Regions from separate parts of the Triticum aestivum genome. Here regions 2 and 3 are each linked to region 1. A link is a contact called in public Hi-C data. All regions are on one chromosome and are shown on one strand. The core of a region is the stretch at or near the end of the contact, and the rest is flanking DNA. Distances in the headings are between cores, read along the strand shown.

Region 1 (3,046 bases), core at 228-2,727:
AACTTCCAAATGAACCACGCAAGATATACATAAGAAGAAATCACGCCCAATTGGGTTCACAGGTTATACAACAATGAGGAAACATGGAAAAACAATGAGAAACATTATTTGAAACCTATATGATCTGACGAACCTGGGTTTTACCAAGACGAGACTCAAGATCAACTTCATAATCCCTATGCTTCAAAGGCTGTCTTTGCACAGGAGGGCCCCTGTCTGACGTTTGTAGAGGAAATAATTCAGTTTTGCATGATAATAACAGTAAGGCTACAGATTTAATAGAATTAATAACTTTACACGGAGTGCATACCCTTGCCTCTCCGGGCTTCATCCTGCATAACCAAGGGAGAAAGACAGAGCAAATGTTAGCAATGTATTGAACAAGAGAGAAGTATGAATATGATCATGTTTAGTTTTCAAAAAACAGTAGGACGCCGTGGAGGACCTTCTCATCCCGCTCTCTCTGTCGAGCTCGCTCCAAGTACTCCTCCTTGTCAAATTTCCTACGGAAAGTGTTATCCACACCTGCAGGCTACGCATCATAACAAGCAGAGGATCAGCTCAAAATCCTCAAATGCACCACACTGGCTTCTCTGCAGATAGAAAGAATTACGAGTAGCAGCAACTCACATTGCCGCCAGACATCTTGCCCTGTCCACTGCCAATCAGATGCTACCTACAAATCATCACATGTACAAGAAAGATAAGAAACAAAACAATAACCTGGAACGAATTTTTGACGTGTGACAAAGCGAACAAAACGTGCCTCTGTGCAACCACCAGAGAAGCTGCACATGATGGCAGCAGGACTCAACTAAATGAAACAATATAAATCCCTAGGCTGAAAATTAACCAGAAGAGTAAACTACCCACAGCACACGCGTTGTGTGACATAAAAAGAAGTATGGGACCGAGGTGCAGTTGATGTGAAATTCGAATCATAAATCAAAATCGATAAAGCATAGCAAAACAACACAGCGTGGTACAATATCCATCTTGTGTTTTAGTATTGCAATGAAACTGAACCAACCGAATGAATTGAACCCTAATAGTATTGCATGAAACTGCATCGAATTTAAGAGAACCCTAATACGGGGCACGGCAGCATAAACAGCAGGGCGTTCCATCAATCAAACTAACAACACATCGAAGGATAGCTAACCCTAGCATCTATCGGGCACCAAGGGATTATGAGGACACTAGGGAATCGGAATCAAGGGAGCACGGAACTCACGGTGAGGGGATCCGACGGCAGGAGGAGGGGTGCCGAGGAGCGCTTGCGGGGACTGGCGCGGAGGGAGGAGGCGGTGGTGGCAGCCCTTCCAAGTTGAAAGAGCCAGGGCGGCACCAACGCGGGCCGGCGGCGGCGACGGCGGGATCCCCGGGGAGCCGAGGACGGTGGGAGGGATAGACGAAGCAGCACAGAGATTATTTTTTTTAGGGGTGTAAGCAGCGCCGAGATGTGGCCTGTGATGGACTGAGGGGCTCGTGGTTGGGCTGGGCCACATAAGGGAGGGCCCGAAGTTTGGTTTCTGCAATAAGCCTTGAGGCGGTAAGGGCATTTCCTATTTGGCGCTGCAGGCGCTGGTTATAGCTGTTTCCGCAAACGGGCGCCTGCAGCGGCGCTAGCTGGGCTCGGCCCAACTACCCTTTCCCCACTGTTTTCGAAACAAAAAAAGGAGAGTTAGCGAAAGCGTGCACAGCCAGGAATCGAACCAACAATCTCTCAGTTAACAGAAAATTCACAGACCACTACGCCACCGCCCTGACTCGTGAACAGATGGCTCCTTTCCATCTTTTTATACCTTTGTTTCATGCGTTTGTTCCCCTTTCTTTTTTTGTTTCCTGTTTTCTTTTCTTAAATGCGAAAAATGTTTACAAATAGACGATTTCTAGTTCGTGAACTTTTTCTGTATACCGATGAACTATTTTTCAATTTCAATGATTTGTTTTTCAAACTCGATTAACTTTTTCGAAAGTGAATGAACTTTTAAACTTTTTTTGAACTTATTCTAAAAATCGATGAACTTTTTCCAGATTCCGATGAACTTTTTTCAATCCGACGAACTTTTTTTCCAAATCGAATGAACTTTTTTCGATTTGATGAACTTTTTTTCCAGATCCAATGAACTATTTTCAATTTGATGAACTTTTTTTAATCTGATGAACTTTTTTCAAATCCAATGAACTTTTTTCAGATTTGTGAACATTATTGTTCAAAATTGACGAACTTTTCTTAATATTATATGACCTTTTTTCACAAACATATTCAAAGTTGTAAAAAAACGGAGGCCGGTCTTTTCCCTGAACCAGAAGCGCAGCACAGCCCAAAAAAACCCAGCGATGCGAGTCTGTTTTTCTTCAGCGAGCGAGCGAGCAAACGAAGGGGGAGCGAGGGAGCGATCTTCTCTTAATTTGCCGCGGCCCATGGCTGGTCGCTGCAGGCGCCAGTTCTCCAACGGACGCCTACAGCGTCCAATAGGAGCTCCCGGCGGTAAGAGCATTCTAGCAGATCCTCAAACCCTCGAAGCCCTGCCAATTCGAGAGGCACTAGCCCTCTCAGAGGACCTATATCTACGGCGTATACATGTGGCCTCGGACTGCAAGATTGTCATAGAAGATATCCATAAGGAGAATGCGTCCAGTTATGGAGCGATCATACATGAAATTTTAGATCATTCTTCGACTTTTGATTTTTGTAAATTTAGTCATGAATTTAGGAGCTCAAATTTTGAGACTCACAATTTAGCGAAGCATGCACTTTCTCTAGGGCTTGGCCGCCGTGTCTGGTTAGGTCATCCCGGAGATCTTCCATCCGTCCCTGTAAACACTGTGACGACTTAATAAAAGCTTCGTGAGATTGTTTTAAAAAAACAGATCCCACAAACTCTTGCCTCAAAAAAAAATCCCACAAACTCAACTAAAAAAAAAATCCCGCAAACCGGGTCATCTGGTATAATAACCCCGGTTTGCGGGATGTATCCCGTAAACCCGTCCCGAACAGCTCCTCCAAATCCGTTCGTCTTGAAAAAAAAATTATGGGATC
Region 2 (3,046 bases), core at 153-2,652, 240 kb after region 1:
AAAACTTGTCAAAAATCCAAACAACTTGGCATGAGGCATTGTTGGTCACAGAAGCTGAAGCTGGTGGAAAGCATTTGGACCATTTGAGGGACGTCGAAAAAAATGTGCATTCAAATGGACCCTTCTAGCCTTACCCGAACACCCTCCGTTGAATATCATCTGTTTTTGGACATCTTGAAATGACCCAACTTTTTCAACAAGGTGGGAATGCCCATGGAAAGCACGCATGCAAGGTTTGAACGCTTTTCATCATTGTATGGCTATTTTGGTATTGCAAACAATATTTTTTAAAAATAAGGATTTCAAAAATAATAATAAAGTAAAAATAGAAAATAATTGGTGAAGAAAGAGAATGAAAACAAAAAAAGCAGAAAAGCAGAAAAAAGAAGAGAAGAAAAAATATTTTTCTTTGAGAAAAGCAGACAAATACTTCAGATTGCCACTGTTTCGCATAAGGCAAGCGGCCGAGAGACGAGTTTGGGTCAGCCATTTCTGCAAATAGCGTAGGAACTACCCCCACCCCAACTTGGGGACCTTCTAGTTTTTCACTTTTATTTTACCGTGTTTTCAGTTTTATTTATTTTTTATTTTTTCCTTTTATTTTGCTTTATGTTTTTTTCATTGTTTAAGTTTTTTCTTTTTTTGTTTATTTGTTATTGTCATACTTATTTTTCCTTTTAAAAATGTTTGTGACTTTTTTCGGAAATTGCAAAACAATATTCACATTTTAAAAAGTTATTTAGTAGTTTAAAAATGTACAGGGTTTTCCAAAAATATATTGTTCTCTAAAACTTGTCATGATTGTTAAAAAACGATGCCATGTTGGATTTTTTCTCAGAACTCTAAAAACATTCACGTTTTCACAAAACTCGGAAATTTCAGAATTATTTTTATTTAAAAATAAATAAATATTCACGACTTCTAAAAATGTTTGGTTTTTTTATTTCAGAAATTCTCGTGTTTTCATATTCTGCGTAGTAGCTCTTTAAGGGGCTCGCTCAGATTTTGTCACCAAAGCTTCTCAGGGTGACTGGTCTGCAACTTTCCTTTGTGGGCTAGAGGTGCGGAGTTCGAATCTTTGTGAGGTCTCTTTTTATTCCTGTCTGATATTACATGGCTGTCATACTGTTGCGTACTGCGGAAACCTTCATGGGCTGGCCCAGTCACCGGGTGCGTAGGGCGTATATTCAAGCGGGCATCGTACATACCTTGTGAAAAGACTGTAATGCCCTTTATACGTTTTCTAGGGGTGTTGTACCGAAGCGGAACTCTAATTAATAAAGCCTGGCAAATTTCTGCTAAAAACGATCGACTTGACGTGGTCGTGCTTTCCTCCAAGGAATTGATTAAGGGAAGGAAAATGTAACACATGCGCGCGTGACGCGACGCGAGCCAACGCCCAGCCGCACATTAGGACTGGACGCTCGAACGAGCTTTTTGGCTCCATCCGAAACTCGCTCCAGCTCGGCCCGACTCAGCTCGGCCCGACAAGAAAAGAAGCCGAGCCGAGCTAGCAAATTTAGGCCCGTTCGACGACCGAGCCGAGCCGGTTTCCGCTCGGTCCAGCTCGGTGGCTCATTTCGCAGCCCAATTAATTTTTTTTGATAATTTTCAGCCCATTGCCTAGACATAGCAGCCTACACGAGCAGCCCAAGCCCACTAAAAGCACCCCGACTCACATGTGCCTCCCCTAGCGAGCGAATGCAGCCGCCGCTGCTTAGGGTTTGCGCCTTGCCGCGCCCGCCACCGTCCAGCCAATGGCCACCACCAGACATCGTCCTCCTCGCCTCGCATGACGCTGGATGGCTCGCCGTAGACACAGACGGCGTACATGCCTGTTCGCCGCTGCGCTGGACGCCGTCGTTCGTCGCTCCCGTGATTCCTCGCCGGCAAAAGCAGGTACGACCTCCAGTCCATGCGCTCCTCTCTTGACGATGACCCCGGCAACCGGCCATGCGGAGGAGACTTTGCAAGCCCACACTTCACCGGCGTCGCCCGGCGGCGCGCACGCACACACCGGCCGCTCCCATGCACACTGAACATACATCGGCACTCACTCACACGAGCCGCTCGGGCTGGACCGAGCAGCAGGCAAGACGAGCCGAGCCACTAAAAGTGGGCTCGTTCACCAACCGAGCCGAGCCGAGCCAGCTCGCACACGGGCGAGCCAAAGCCTAGCTCGGGTCAAACTCGGCTCGGCTCGGCTCGTGTCCAGCCCTACGCACATACATATATGTGTTTGAAGCAAAAAGAAGAAGATAAAACACACCTTGCCCTTTTCTGTAATTTGTTCACAATTTTTAAATTTGTGAACCTTTTTTGAATTCATGAACAATTTTTTATTGCGTGAACAACAATAGTTTAGTGTGTATTTTGAAGAAAATGTTCACTGTATTTAAAAAGTTCGGTGTGTAATTTGAAAACTGTTCACTGTATATTAAAGAAACCTTCATTGTATATACATAAAATGTTCATCATATATTAAATAATTCTTCAGTGTGTATTTTGTAAAAATGTTCAACATATTTTAAAAACTTTGAGTGTGTAATTGAAAATTGTTCACCATCTATTGAAAGAAGTTCATTGTATATAAATAAAATATTCATCGTATGTTAATAATTGGTCAGTGTCTATTTAGTAAAAATATTAACCATATTAATAAAATTGTTCACTTTTTCAGAAATTGTTCATAATTTTGAATTTTTGAGCATGTTTGAATTTTCTTCGTTGCTTTGAAAAATGTTCATGAATTCCAATTTTTTTTGCCATTTAAAAAAAAATGTTCTTTAACTAAAAAAAGCATGAACGCAAATATATTTCATGAATTAAAGGAAACGGTAAAATGTATAAGAAAAATAAAATAATAAAAATAAAAAATAAATAAAAATAGAAAAACAAAATAACCGGACAAATAAAAAGAAGACTCAACATAAAAAAGGAAAGAAAAACTTTTGAAACTGGTACCCTGTGCTCCCGTTAGCTATGAACTAAATTGGCTGGCCCGCTCTACAGGCGTTGTAAGTGATCGTGGTCTTAACAGTTGCAA
Region 3 (3,046 bases), core at 360-2,859, 200 kb before region 1:
ATGTTTTCAAAAAAAGGTATGTTTATTTCAAAAAAAATATCATTTAGAATTTTGTTCATGCTTTTCCAAAAATGTACAGAATTTTCAAAAAAAAATTGCATTTTTAAAAATTGTTTGGGTTTTATAAAAATCTTCATGTTTCTAAAAATTCGATAATTCATAGTTATTTTTTTATTTTGAAAAGTTAAAAAAGAATCAACAAAAATAAAGAAAATATTCCGAATCTTACAGTGCGGTATGTTCTTAAATATTCACGCTGGACATGGATTAGCAGGACGTGTTTGTTCGAATGGCTAGCAGGACATGATCGGGTCTTTGAAGTCGTGAGTTTGATCTTTAACGCACCTTTTTTTTATTTTTGTACTAATGGCTTACAAATACAGGCCGTTTCGGTGCCTGCCAGTGAGCTGGCCGAGATAAATCCTTATAAAGAAAGGACATTTATGTATGTTTGTGCGCTAAATATGCTAGAGGTACTGTGGTATCCCCAGCCCACCAGGGTTCAAGTCCTGTTGCTCGCATTTATCCTTGGATTTATTTTAGAATTTCCGGCGATGCGCATTCAGTGGGAGGAGACGTTCTCGTCGACGACGAGGTGCCTACGGCGACTTCGTAAAGTTCAAGATGATATGCCGGCTCAGTCTTTCGGAGGTGCTCATAGGGGTAGGGTGTGCGTGTGTGCGTTCATAGGGATAAGTGTATGCGCGTGTATATGAGCGCTTGCGTCTGTACTGTGTTCAAAAAAAGAATATGCTAATGAAATGAGATTTATTCGCTACGGTTAGCAATCCATCCAGATACGCTGTTGTATGAGAGAGTGCTCGAAGCAACCGTGCCGCGAAGGTCGCCGGGCTGCCACAACCCGAAGACAAAGGTGTACCCAGAGGAAAAAAAAGACACTAGTTGGGTGGTCGCCGTCACGCCGACAAACCCCACCATTATCAAGATCTCAGAGGAAAACACACGAGTCAAGAGAAGACCGCAGCTCCTCGCCGCGGGCGCCGTTTTTTATGGACACATCAATTATCTCTCTCGTTGTCTCTCATAAAAACAATTCTCTCCCGTTACAACGCGCGGACATATGTACTAGTAACACTAAAATCTCCTCGTAATCATGTTGGTGGACTAAGAACACCAAAAAAAGACATATTTGTGCTAAATTCCCATGAAAACAAGCAATTCAAGATCTAAACCTCTAAATAACCTCGAGAACACGATAAAATATTGAAGTTATTGCGTAAGCTCTCATAACGCTAGAGGCCTTCGATGCATTTTTGCTACGCTAAATCCCCATGAAGGCATGCCATCTGCAGTCTAACCCGCTGAATCAATTCGAAAACATGCTACCAGTCTCTCGTTCAGGGCCGCAGCTCTAGCCGCCAAATCGTGAAACGATCACCTTCAGCGCAAGACATCGCCTTCGTAAGCCCAGCCGACTGAGAGCTGCGTCCGGAAAAAACCAAGACCCGAGACAAACCGCACTCACGTTTCCTCGTAATTTCCTGATCGAGTCCTCCAACTTGCGCGCGACTATTCGTGCGTGGGCGCATGCATCCTACTGTTCCAGGATCAGTCCGGTGTCAGACAGATGGCGACCTCGCGTTCTACTAGTCACATGTGACATGTTCTTCCCTGCATCCTTGACTCACCAAACATTTTTCGTCTGCACGCAGATAAGTCGTAGCGAATTAAGTGTCTTTGCTGACTAATCTCACTGGATGAACACGTACGACCGCTCTACGCGCCGCTCGCGGTTCGATCCATTCCAATTAATCGGTCGGATGTACTACTACCACTACGTGCGTGTGCCTGATCAAGACTTGAGACCGGTGGGAGCAAGTGAGTGTGACTCGGAAGTTTCTGCGAATTCCAATAATGAAAGATCTTGCTGGTCTATCTCAATGCTTGGCTGGGGTTGGAATTTGGGGCGGTTTGGTTTTAGGCCATGCATTGTTATATTTTGCCACACATTTTTGCCAAGATTGTCTAAGATTAATTCAACAAATGAGAGACACAAGTTGGCAAGCCTAAGTGAATCTTGCCACACATTTTATGTGTATATCATGTGAGGCCCTAGTATGGCTTTACGTAAGATGTAGTTTGAACCGAACACTCATCTAAGTTGATCAAACCTAGCCTAATCTTAATGTGACAACCTTTGACAATCTTAATCACAAACCAAACTACAGTAGCATACAGCAGTAGCCTGAGCCTCTTTCCTTACACAAAATACTACTACCACGTACTAGCTTCTATAATCCCACGATATGGACAGTTATACGACCTCCATCATTTGTTAACTCAAGATTCCCGTTCCTCCCGTCCCTCCCGAGTCGCCCCTGTGCGGCGGCTGGGAGGCCTCCAGATCCCGTCGTCCCCGACTCCCCCTCTCGTCGTCCTCCTCCCTCGCCGCCGCCCAAGGGCGCGGCCAGGCAAAGCCTTACCGTTGCCGGCGGCGGCGGGGACTAGGTGCCCTCCCGCTCGTGAGGAGCTGGCGCGGGCCGGCGCCCCCGGGCCGGAGCGTGGCGTCCGGCCGGACGTCACGACGGGGGCTGGCGGCGCTCCGGCGATCCCATTCCCCATGGCAGGCGGCTTCAAAATGTGGGGCGCCACGGTCGCCATGGACGACGGCGGCGTGACCAGATCGGCGGCGGCGCGGCCAGATCTGGGCTTAGGCGTGAGCTTGGTCTCCGGGTCATGGTCGACGCGATGGCAAGTGCGACACGTCGGCATCTTTGTCTGGTCCTTGACAACCCGGGCAACTCCGGGGAAAACCCTAGATCTCCATGGGATCGAGCGATGATGGTGCTCTTGCGCCGTAGTCCCTCTTCAGGGCATCGTTTTGGAGTTTGCTACGGTCGAAGGAACCAGCGAGGCCGGCGCCGTACGCCCGGTGGCGCAACTGCCGATGAAAATCGCGCCGACTACGGTCATGGCGAACGATGGCGGCGTCTTTGATGTCGTTTCCTTGTCGAGGCATCGTTGTCGCAGTTGGCGTCATCGGGCTCGGGATGCTCCAGGGGAAACCCTAGATCTGGGTCTCCCG

Evidence for each region. Hi-C and Micro-C count contacts between places; a contact is called where the count stands out from the background.
Region 2: a Hi-C map of leaf shows a contact between it and region 1, with 5 times the contacts expected there. The contact joins the enhancer-like site here to the promoter of LOC123054782 in region 1. A contact is called at or near these places in 2 of 5 Hi-C or Micro-C datasets (both in leaf).
Region 3: a contact with region 1 is called in a Hi-C map of leaf, with 3 times the contacts expected there. The contact joins the enhancer-like site here to the promoter of LOC123054782 in region 1. A contact is called at or near these places in 2 of 5 Hi-C or Micro-C datasets (both in leaf) and 1 of 1 datasets of contacts at active chromatin or transcription factors (leaf).

The regions. Positions count from the first base shown.
Region 1 is chr2D:592,471,908-592,474,953 of IWGSC CS RefSeq v2.1, reverse strand. It overlaps LOC123054782 (zinc finger matrin-type protein 2), which reads right to left and starts at 1,477. Exons shown (of 11, transcript XM_044478626.1): 1 at 1,235-1,477; 2 at 631-676; 3 at 446-532; 4 at 311-332; 5 at 134-216. The coding sequence starts at 645.
Region 2 is chr2D:592,228,272-592,231,317 of IWGSC CS RefSeq v2.1, reverse strand. No RefSeq gene overlaps it. Among protein-coding and RNA genes, the nearest start is that of LOC123054778, 18 kb to the right of the region's middle. Within about 2 kb of position 1,402, at least 5 of the 8 cell types and tissues checked have an H3K27ac peak or open chromatin away from gene starts, as enhancers often do. A contact at or near this core is called in leaf, where this site is marked.
Region 3 is chr2D:592,668,869-592,671,914 of IWGSC CS RefSeq v2.1, reverse strand. No RefSeq gene overlaps it. Among protein-coding and RNA genes, the nearest start is that of LOC100136986, 17 kb to the right of the region's middle. Within about 2 kb of position 1,609, at least 1 of the 8 cell types and tissues checked has an H3K27ac peak or open chromatin away from gene starts, as enhancers often do. A contact at or near this core is called in leaf, where this site is marked.